3 separate regions of the Sus scrofa genome follow, and regions 2 and 3 are each linked to region 1. The links are chromatin contacts, called in public Hi-C and HiChIP or PLAC-seq maps. All regions are on one chromosome and are shown on one strand. Each heading gives the region's core, a stretch centred on a gene start, on an enhancer-like site or on the middle of the called end of the contact. The rest is flanking DNA. Distances are from core to core; before and after follow the strand shown. Region 1 holds the start of USB1 (U6 snRNA biogenesis phosphodiesterase 1). Region 2 overlaps CNGB1 (cyclic nucleotide-gated cation channel beta-1). Region 3 holds the start of CFAP20 (cilia and flagella associated protein 20).

What was found. A called contact is a pair of places that touch in the nucleus more often than the background predicts. HiChIP or PLAC-seq counts read pairs in DNA pulled down with a chosen protein or histone mark.
Region 2: a Hi-C map of subcutaneous adipose tissue shows a contact between it and region 1, with 1.9 times the contacts expected there. The contact joins the enhancer-like site here to the promoter of USB1 in region 1. A contact is called at or near these places in 4 of 5 promoter capture datasets (fetal liver, fetal skeletal muscle, liver and 1 more), 22 of 47 Hi-C or Micro-C datasets (alveolar macrophages, blood, brain and 12 more) and 2 of 2 datasets of contacts at active chromatin or transcription factors (alveolar macrophages and skeletal muscle).
Region 3: a contact with region 1 is called in an H3K27ac HiChIP or PLAC-seq map of skeletal muscle. The contact joins the promoter of CFAP20 here to the promoter of USB1 in region 1. A contact is called at or near these places in 2 of 5 promoter capture datasets (fetal liver and liver), 18 of 47 Hi-C or Micro-C datasets (brain, embryonic fibroblasts, epiblast stem cells and 10 more) and 2 of 2 datasets of contacts at active chromatin or transcription factors (alveolar macrophages and skeletal muscle).

The regions. Positions count from the first base shown.
Region 1 is chr6:19,850,616-19,853,337 of Sscrofa11.1, forward strand. It overlaps USB1 (U6 snRNA biogenesis phosphodiesterase 1), which reads left to right and starts at 1,405. Exons shown (of 9, transcript NM_001244803.1): 1 at 1,405-1,588; 2 at 2,426-2,462; 3 at 2,465-2,586; 4 at 2,589-2,590. The coding sequence starts at 1,479. The region is part of intron 1 of CNGB1 (cyclic nucleotide-gated cation channel beta-1); the gene reads right to left. The region is part of intron 1 of ZNF319 (zinc finger protein 319); the gene reads right to left.
Region 2 is chr6:19,781,643-19,784,474 of Sscrofa11.1, forward strand. It overlaps CNGB1 (cyclic nucleotide-gated cation channel beta-1), which reads right to left. Exons shown (of 37, transcript XM_021097533.1): 26 at 1,478-1,542; 27 at 212-334. Among named protein-coding and RNA genes, the nearest start is that of TEPP, 49 kb to the right of the region's middle. Within about 2 kb of position 1,284, at least 11 of the 83 cell types and tissues checked have an H3K27ac peak or open chromatin away from gene starts, as enhancers often do. A contact at or near this core is called in skeletal muscle and subcutaneous adipose tissue, where this site is marked.
Region 3 is chr6:19,967,579-19,970,660 of Sscrofa11.1, forward strand. It overlaps CFAP20 (cilia and flagella associated protein 20), which reads right to left and starts at 1,769. Exons shown (of 6, transcript NM_001244786.1): 1 at 1,463-1,769. The coding sequence starts at 1,546.

The sequences.
Region 1 (2,722 bases), core at 155-2,654:
AGACTGGGGTAAGGGAGGCAAGAGGCGGTCCCCACCTGCACCGCACCCCGGCCCTTCCTCTTCCCTGGGAAACCGAATGAAAGCCGATCACCTCCCCACCAGCACTTGCCCGCCAGCCCAGCTGGGCTGCCTCCTGTCACCCCTCGTGAGGAATGGCCAGGCCGCTGCTGCCGAGCGCCCGCCCCGCGGGCGATTGGGCCCGAGGAAGGCCCCAGGGCAACAGGCCGGGCCCGGGAGGCAGCTGCGCGTCAAGGCCGGCCTGGGCCGCCCAGGAGCTCAGGAGGCCGCCGGGTCGAGCCGGAGGGAGTGGGGGGGCGGCCGGGCCGGCTGGGGAAGGGGTGCGGCGGGCGCGGGAGTGGCCCCCAGACGCGGTCCCGGGCGCCCCGCCGCTCACCTGCTCCAGGCCGCCCGCGGGGTCAGGCGCGGGGCGAGTGGCGACTGGCTGCTCTTTCGGCCGCCCCTTTATTCCGACTCCATCCGCTGTAGCGCGGCCTACGCGCGCTGCCAATCCCCGGGCTCGCGTAGCGGCGGCGGCCGGCCTGGGGGCGGGGAACGGGCTAGCGGCGGCCGGAACCGAGGAAGCGACGTGCGCAGCTGGGATAGCGGGGCTGGGGCGGAGGAGCGCTGGGAGGGCAGGCGGGCAGACGGACCGATGGCCTTGCAGAGACCGGCGGACAGGCGGGCGGCGCGGGGGCCAGGGAGGCGGGGCCGGGGGAGGAGCGGCAGCTGGGGCGGTGGCGGCTGCGGGAGGAGCGGGAGGCGCGGAGCGAGACCGCCCCCTGCCGGGGACCCCGCGGCCGGGCCGGGTCGGACCGCCAGACGCGCGGGGCCGCTCTCCTGCGGTCTGGCCAGCACGCCTCAGCTGACCCAGGGAGGGCGCTCTGCTTCCTACCACCCTACTCGGCGTTAGGGGTGGGGGCTCCCAGAGCCCAGCCCCTGGCCCGACCCCTGAACCTGAGAGGAGGGGCCTCCTAGACCCTCTGATTTGCTGGAACTGACCGGCCTCTGACTGCTCAGCTCGCTCTTTGAAGAGGTGTCCCCCGGAGCTTAATTTTGGGCCAACTTGGGAAGGGGCCCCGGGGACTCTGACTCGTCCAGACCGCGAAGGGCAAGGAGCTCCACTGGGTCTAGTGCGCTGACCGCTGACCCAGAGACTATCCGTTGCTGGGAGGTCCAGAGTTGCTGCAGACAGAGCAACGGGCAGAGAGGTCAGGGCCCAGAGCGATCTGTGAAATGGGCACACGGAGGGTGGGAGTTCCGGGACGTTCCAGGTAGCTGTCAGAGCGCGGCGAGCCGGCAAGCAGCGTGGTCTGGATGGGTAGTCTTTTGCTACCTCGCTGCCGGGCCCCGCCCCAAACCCCGCCCCGAGGCGGTGCTAATCCGGGCCCCGCCCCCGGGAGAGCACTTCCGGCGCAGCGGAATTCCGGGTGCGGCGCGATTGCTGGCTGACCCGCCGTGTTGTCGTGGAGGGGGGCCCCATGAGTACGGCGCCCCTGGTGGGCTACAGCAGCAGTGGCTCCGAGGATGAGGCCGAGGCCGAGGCCAAGGCCGGGACCCGGGCCCAGCCGGGGGCTAGAGGCCGCAGTCGGTGAGGAGCGAGGAAGTCTTATGGGGAGAGTATGAGATAGCTCCCGGAGCTCCGGGGCCGGACCATAGGGTTCGGGGCTGCTCGAAAGGGAAGAAAAAGGGGCAGTGCGGGGAAGGAGGATCCAGAGGACAGCCCTGGACAAAGCCCCAGAGTACCCCCGCCTGGCTCGGACAAGGTTAGGAGGCAGGAAATGTGAGTTCGGGTCCAGTCTCTGCCGCTGGTCCACTGTCTCCTGGCGCGCATCACTGTACCACACTTGGTCAGTTTCCTTTTTTGGAGAGTGTTTTCATTCATCCATTAAATATTCATTGAGATCCTCTCTGTGCCAGGCTCTGGACTGGGGACTCCGCAGTGAGCGACACCATCGAAGTCTTCTACTTTGTGGAGCTTCCATTCATAGTTGCCAGGCCTGCTGTTTGTTGAGTACTTTACAAAACGAATGTCGGTTCATCTCACAGCAGCCCTATCGGTGGAAGTACGCTTTAGAGATGAGAAAACTGAGGCCCCCAAAGGGCCCCTGACTTGCCCAAGACTACAGAGCCACTCCAACTCAGGCTTGTCCAGTTAAGGCTTGTGACTTCTAAACCACATGTTGCAGCCTGCGGGGTTGTTGGGGTTGTTTCCCTGCTGAGGTCTGCCTCCTGGAGTTGTTGGGAGCCCCCCACAATGAGACAGTACTAGGGAAAGAGCGGTGTGGTTATCTAGAAACTGCTTACAGCACCTGGTGAGAAATAGACAAGCAGAGTCACCTGGTCCAAGGGGTTACAACTTTCATCGAGTGTACAGAGGAAGAGAATGCCAGGAGGCTAAATGTGCTTGTTTTCTTTTCTCTTGCAGGGGCCAGAGCCCTCTTTCCAGCCAGAGGTTGCCAGTACCGAGAGCGTGCTGCACATGTTCCCGGGCACGGAGGAGGGGCCTGCAGATGACAGTGCAAAACATGGGGGCCGGGTGCGCACATTCCCCCACGAGCGGGGCAACTGGGCCACCCATGTCTACATACTTGTAAGTAATGCGGGAGAGGTGGGTAGCTGACACTCTTGATGGGAGGGAGCTGGCCCCCACCTGGAGGAAGAAGTCAGAAACCCCTGACTTTGGTGGTGGGAAAAAGATTAACTCAAGAGAGAGAGAGAACAA
Region 2 (2,832 bases), core at 34-2,533, 69 kb before region 1:
TCTTATTCACATCTGTGCCCCTCGGCCTGGCATGTGGCAGGTGCTCAGGAAATGTTAGATTAGCGAGGACCAGGAGACATGGACTTCGCCTTATCATGACAGTGATTCCCCGGGAGCAAGGTGGCCTGGGCAACGAGGTGGCGGTGGGGCTCCTTTCCAGGAGGCTTAGTACCGTGAATTATTAAGACCCGGGAGCAAGACTACGGCTCACCTGTTTCCTACGCCGTCGTAAACCCAGTGAGTGGAGCCCAGGCCCTGATAGGCCGACGCCCAATAGTACAGACATGAGTTCACATGTAAACTGTAGAGCAGGTAGGCTGTGGTCCTGATAACCCTGCAGAAGAAGGCAAGGCATGAACACAGCAGCAGAGAGGGAGGCGGTGACATCTCACCCCAGGGTCAGACTGCAGGGAACAGGCCACCTCCCCCCATACCCACCTCAGAGACCCCCCTGTGGAGCCTTACAGCCCTGCCCACCTGCCTGGTGGGATGGACACTTGCCAATGGAAACCAGCCAGTGGCTGGATTGGGCCAACTGCTGCTGTCTCCCTTTTTTTTTTTTTTTTTTTTTTTTTTTTTTTTTTGTCTTTTTGCCTTTTCTAGGGCCGCTCCCACGGCATATGGAGATTCCCTGGCTAGGGGTCTAATCCGAGCTGTAGCCACTACCTTCACCAGAGCCACAGCAACGCAGGATCCGAGCCGAGTCTGCGACCTACACCACAGCTCATGGCAATGCGGATCCTTAACCCACTGAGCAAGACCAGGGATTGAACCAGCGACCTCATGGTTCCTAGTCAGATTCGTTAACCACTGAGCCACAACAGGAACTCCGAAATGCTGCTCTCTTGAGACGCTGTTGGTTAGGAGTGGTGATGCTTGAACAGAAAGTTGTCAAAGGCTGGGGGCTGGAATTGGCCCAGAGCTACACGTGCAGACACTTCTGGGGAATTGGGGGCTGGGGGTGGGGGTGAGGGGCGCATCCATGCAGAGGGACAAAGAAGGGAGAGATGCATGCAGAGAAGCGCTGCTCCATGAGAGATGTCGAGAGGAGCCCTGTCCGCGATCCTGGCCTGGCTGGTCTAGACTGGCCATTAGCAAGACAGCCCACCGTGTCCTTAGAGCTGCTCCCCCTGTGCTTGAGTGGCCTGGTGTTGAGGGGGGGACAGTTCCCTGAGCCAAGATCAAACTGAGGCCCAGCTCCCTGGAAACACAGGGCTGCTGTGCATGTCAGCCTATGTGCGCCCTCCTCACAATTGGGGGAAACAGGACATTCCTGGTTCTCAAAAAAAACACAAACATCCCTTTGCAGAAGGGCCAGGAAGAGGCTGGGCTTCCGGTGGGCGGCAGTGGTGAGGGGGCCACGGGGCCAAGAGAGGTGAAAGGGGAAGTGACGGGGGTAGAGAATGTGTGGCTCCGTTCTTGCTGCAAATTCCCCAGGGCGTGTGCATGTGTGTGTGCGCGTGTGCAAGGATCTCACCTGTAAACATAGGCTTTGCTGAGGATGGATTCCAGGCGGTTGTTGAACTCGAAGAAGGCCAGGTACTGAGAGGAAGAAGAAGGCGTCAGGGCCGCCCGCTGTCAGTGGAGCATGGGCAGCCCTCACCTCCCAGCCCACTTCCACAGCTGCCAGGACTGAGCCTTCTCTCTGCAGATCCCTGCAGGAGGGGCTTAGAGAACAAACGTTCAAAATGGGAGGTCCCCAGCTGGGGACCCTGGCCCCTCTTCCCTGGAAATGGCATATAATCATGTGCTCACAGTTTGCATATAACTTCAGGGGATTCCTAGATCTTCCCAATCCATTTTTTTCTCCTCTTTTGGCTGCACTGGTGACAGGAGGAAGTTCCCAGGCCAGGGATGGAATGCACACTGCAGCAGTGACAACAGGTCTTTAACCCACTGTGCCACCAGGGAACTCCCTAGGCCCTCTGAATCCTATCATGAAACTTTAAGGTACATGCCCAGGTTAAGGACCTTGTTTTCAATGTTTACTTATAATGATAATGATTATATAAAGAAACAACATCCCTAATGCCCCTCACTGATCTCCTTCAAAGGCTCATTTATAATATTTTACTTGTAATAAAAGTATAAGAGGAGTTCCCATTGTGGCTCAGAGGAAACAAATCCGACTAGCATCCATGAGGATACAGGTTTGATCCCTAGCCTTGCTCAGTGGCTTAAGGACCCGGTGTTGACATGAGCTGTGGTGCAGGTTATGGACGCGGCTTGGATCCTGCGTTACTGTGGCCGTGGCTGGCACCTACAGCTCTGTTGGACCCCTAGCCTGGGACCCTCCATATGCTGCAGCTTCAGCCCTAAAAAGACAAAAAATATATTTTTTTTAAAGTATGAGAATAACTGCTCTTTACTGAGCCCCTTGGATCCAGCACTTTATACACATTACCTTGGTTCTTTTTTACATGTGAGTTATGTATTATCGTTCTCCTTTTACAGAGAGGAAACTGGCACTCAGGGACACACAGCCAGTAAGTGACAGAGTCAAGCTTTGAACCCCGATCAGACTCAAAACTGCAAGCTCTTTCCAGAGTTCTTGTCATGGCTCAGTGGTTAACAAATCCGACTAGGAACCATGAGGTTGCGGGTTCGATCCCTGGCCTTGCTCAGTGGGTTAAGGATCCGGCATTGCCGTGAGCTGTGATGTAGGTTACAGACGTGGCTCGGATCCTGTGTTGCTGTGGCTGTGGTGTAGGCCAGAGGCTACAGCTCCGATTGGATCCCTAGCCTGGGAACCTCCATATGCCATGGGTGTTACCCTAAAAAGACAAAAAAATAAAAACAAAACAAAAACCCTGCAAGCTCTTTTCATGTCAT
Region 3 (3,082 bases), core at 519-3,018, 120 kb after region 1:
CATACCATCTCCACAGCTGCTCTCAGAATGCCTAATGGGGACAGGCAGGAGGCTGTCCGTATTATCCCCAAGTCTCTATGTGGCCCAAACAAAACTCTCATTTTCCGCTAAGGGGAGACAGGGAATTGTTCTGAGGTGAAATCCAAAATTCTTTACCTCATTACCAATAAACTGCTTATTTGGACTATCCCATATCCATCTCTATAAAAACAGCAGTCAGCACACCACCTCTCTCCATTTTCCCAAGAGGAGGCAGTACTAAGGTTATACCCTAAATCACCTGTCTTCCACTTATATTAACTTCTTTTCAAAGAAGGGTACAGACTGCCTGGGAATTTGCATAAGAAAGAAAATATCAAAGTAATCAAATGCAGACCAACCTGTACTTGCAAAACACACATGCCCCCTGCTCAAAACTTCCAAAAAATGGACAAGGTCACCATTTCGTGGGGTCAGTGAAAGTATCATGCAGCTGACACCTGAGTGATGATGAAGAAGAGGTTTTAGGAGTTCCCGTCGTGGCTCAGTGGTTAACAAATCCAACTAAGAACCATGAGGTTGCGGGTTCGGTCCCTGGCCTGGCCCAGTGGGTTGGGGATCTGGCGTTACTATGAGCTGTGGTGTAGTTTGCAGACGAGGCTCGGACCCGGTGTTGCTGTGGCTCTGGCGTAGGCCGGCGCCTACAGCTCCATTAGACCCCTAGCCTGGGAACCTCCATATGCCGTGGAAGCGGCCCAAAAAATAGCAAAAAGACAAAAAAAAAAAACAAGATGTTTTACCTGGGTCTGTGCTTGTTAACCCAAACAAGACGTTATCACCATTTTGCAATTTTCCTGATGGAGAAATAAGGAAAGGCAGAGTACAGACCCCAAGTCACAGTGAGTGTGGAGCAAGTGCCAAGGGCCACCGAATTCTGGCTTGTTCGGGATCAGTGGGAGGAAGGGAGCAAATGAATGAAACCCAAACATAACTGAGTCCTGGCTTTGCCTCTGTAAGGGCGCCTGGAACAAAGGTTCTGTGTCTAGTGCCGAGCATAGGGCCTGGCACAATACAGGGTATCAGTAAATGTTTGTGAAATCAGTGAACAGCAATTCATGTGCACGTCCCCAAAGCAACATCACGTGAGTTTACGCTTTTCAACGCTGTGAAACGGGCACTATTCAACCCCACCATATTATAGATGCAGAAACCGAAGGTTAGGAATCCAGTGACCCAGTCAAATCTGCAAAGAGGGACCACTGTCCTAACTGGACCACGGCCGCAGGTCACTTAAAGCCCAGCCACGCCCACTCCACATGCACTCCAGCTGCTTACACGACGCTCCCTCGTCGACCCTCAGTCACGCCAGGCTGGGGACGGGGCACAGCAGCGACCGCCCGGCCTTCCCCCAGCTCCACATAACTACCCGCCACACCAGGCCCAGCCCGCGGACCCCGCCCCGCCACCGCCCCCAGTCCCTGACCTTTTTGTCCCAGATTTGCAGGGGCTTGCTGCCAATGCTGTAGAGAATGGAGAGGAAGCCGCTCTGGAACGTGTTTTTGAACATATCGCCGGCGGCCTTCTCCTCAGCCGCGCGGAAGCTGACCTAAATGGCTTCACTTAGTGGCGAAGGCAAAAAAGGGGGCCGGCTCTGGCCCAAAGAAAGTACCCTGCGCTCCTGACCTCCCAATTGGTAGCCGCAGACAGCAGGACTTAGACGCGGGACGCTACATCCGCGAGGCTCACTAGCAGAAGAACGAAGCCGCCTCAGCACCGACACCACAGCAACTGCCGCCTGCGCCTCTCTCCCTTCCTTAAATAGAGGCGGTGGGCCGCCCGCCGCCAGAGGTGGATCCCTCCGCCAGCTTGAGCTCGCCCCCGAGAGAGCGGGGCCCAATCCTGCCACAGGGATCACGGACTTCCTGTTTCTTCCGCTCTTAAGCCCCGCCCTAGTTCCGCCGTCTGGAAAAAAGAACCTCGTTGCCAAGGGACTATTTTCCCATCGTTGTCTCAGAGCGGCTTCTAGAAAGCGGAAGGAGACACAAGGTTATAGAATGAGTTGTTAGCATCTGCCCAGTGTCATGGGAACCTGGAGGGGGTGGAGTCAGAGGCGTGAAGTCCAGGCCCCGCCCCCTTAGGGGACAGTAGGAGTTACTAGCGCGAAAGAAAAGTGGGGAAAGGCACGGGTGGCTTGGATGTAAGGAAGTGCTTGCCTGGTTTCCTGCAAATAACAAATAATGCTCTTTGGCATTATTTGATAAGGTTAAAGCAGCTAACCAGTACATGCGCACTAACTACATTAAATGTCTTAAAGGCATCATTGCTTTAATTATTAACAGGATCACTATGAATACACCAGATATCTTAACTTGTGGTATGTGGTCAAAGCAATACTTCAAGGAAAATTTATCACCTTAAATGCATGATTAGAAAACAAGGTCTGAACATTAAGATAAAAGCAGAAATTAATGCAATTAAAATACATTTGAATAGGTTGAATTAGCAGCAGGGTTTTAATCAATTAGTTCTTAGAACATTTTTTTTTTCCTTTTGGTCTTTTTAGGGCCGCACCTGCAGCATATGGAGGTCCCCAGGCTAGAGGTCTAATCAGAGCTACAGCTGCCAGCCTACACCACAGCCACAGCAACGCAGGATCCGAGCCTGTCTGAGACCTACACCATAGCTCACAGCAATGCTGGATCTTGACCCGCTGAGCAAGGCCAGGGATCAAACCCCCAACCTCATGTTTCCTAGTCAGATTCATTTCTGCTGCACCACGATGGGAACTCCAACATTGTTTAATTTTTAAAAATATTTATTTTTATGCCTCACCTGTGGCATAAGGAAGTGGGTCAAATCGGAGCTGCAGCTGCAGGCCTTTGCTATAGCCACAGCAACACTGGATCTCAGCCACATCTGCAACTTGTAATGCCAGGTCCTTAACACACTGAGCAAGGCCAGGGATCCAACCCGCATCCTTTTGGAGACTACATTGGGTTCTCAACCCACTGAGCCACAATGGGAACTCCAGAATGTTTTTTTAAAAAGCATAAAATAAGCTATGCTATTTCAAGTGTGGAAGAAATCCCGGGTGTTGGAAACC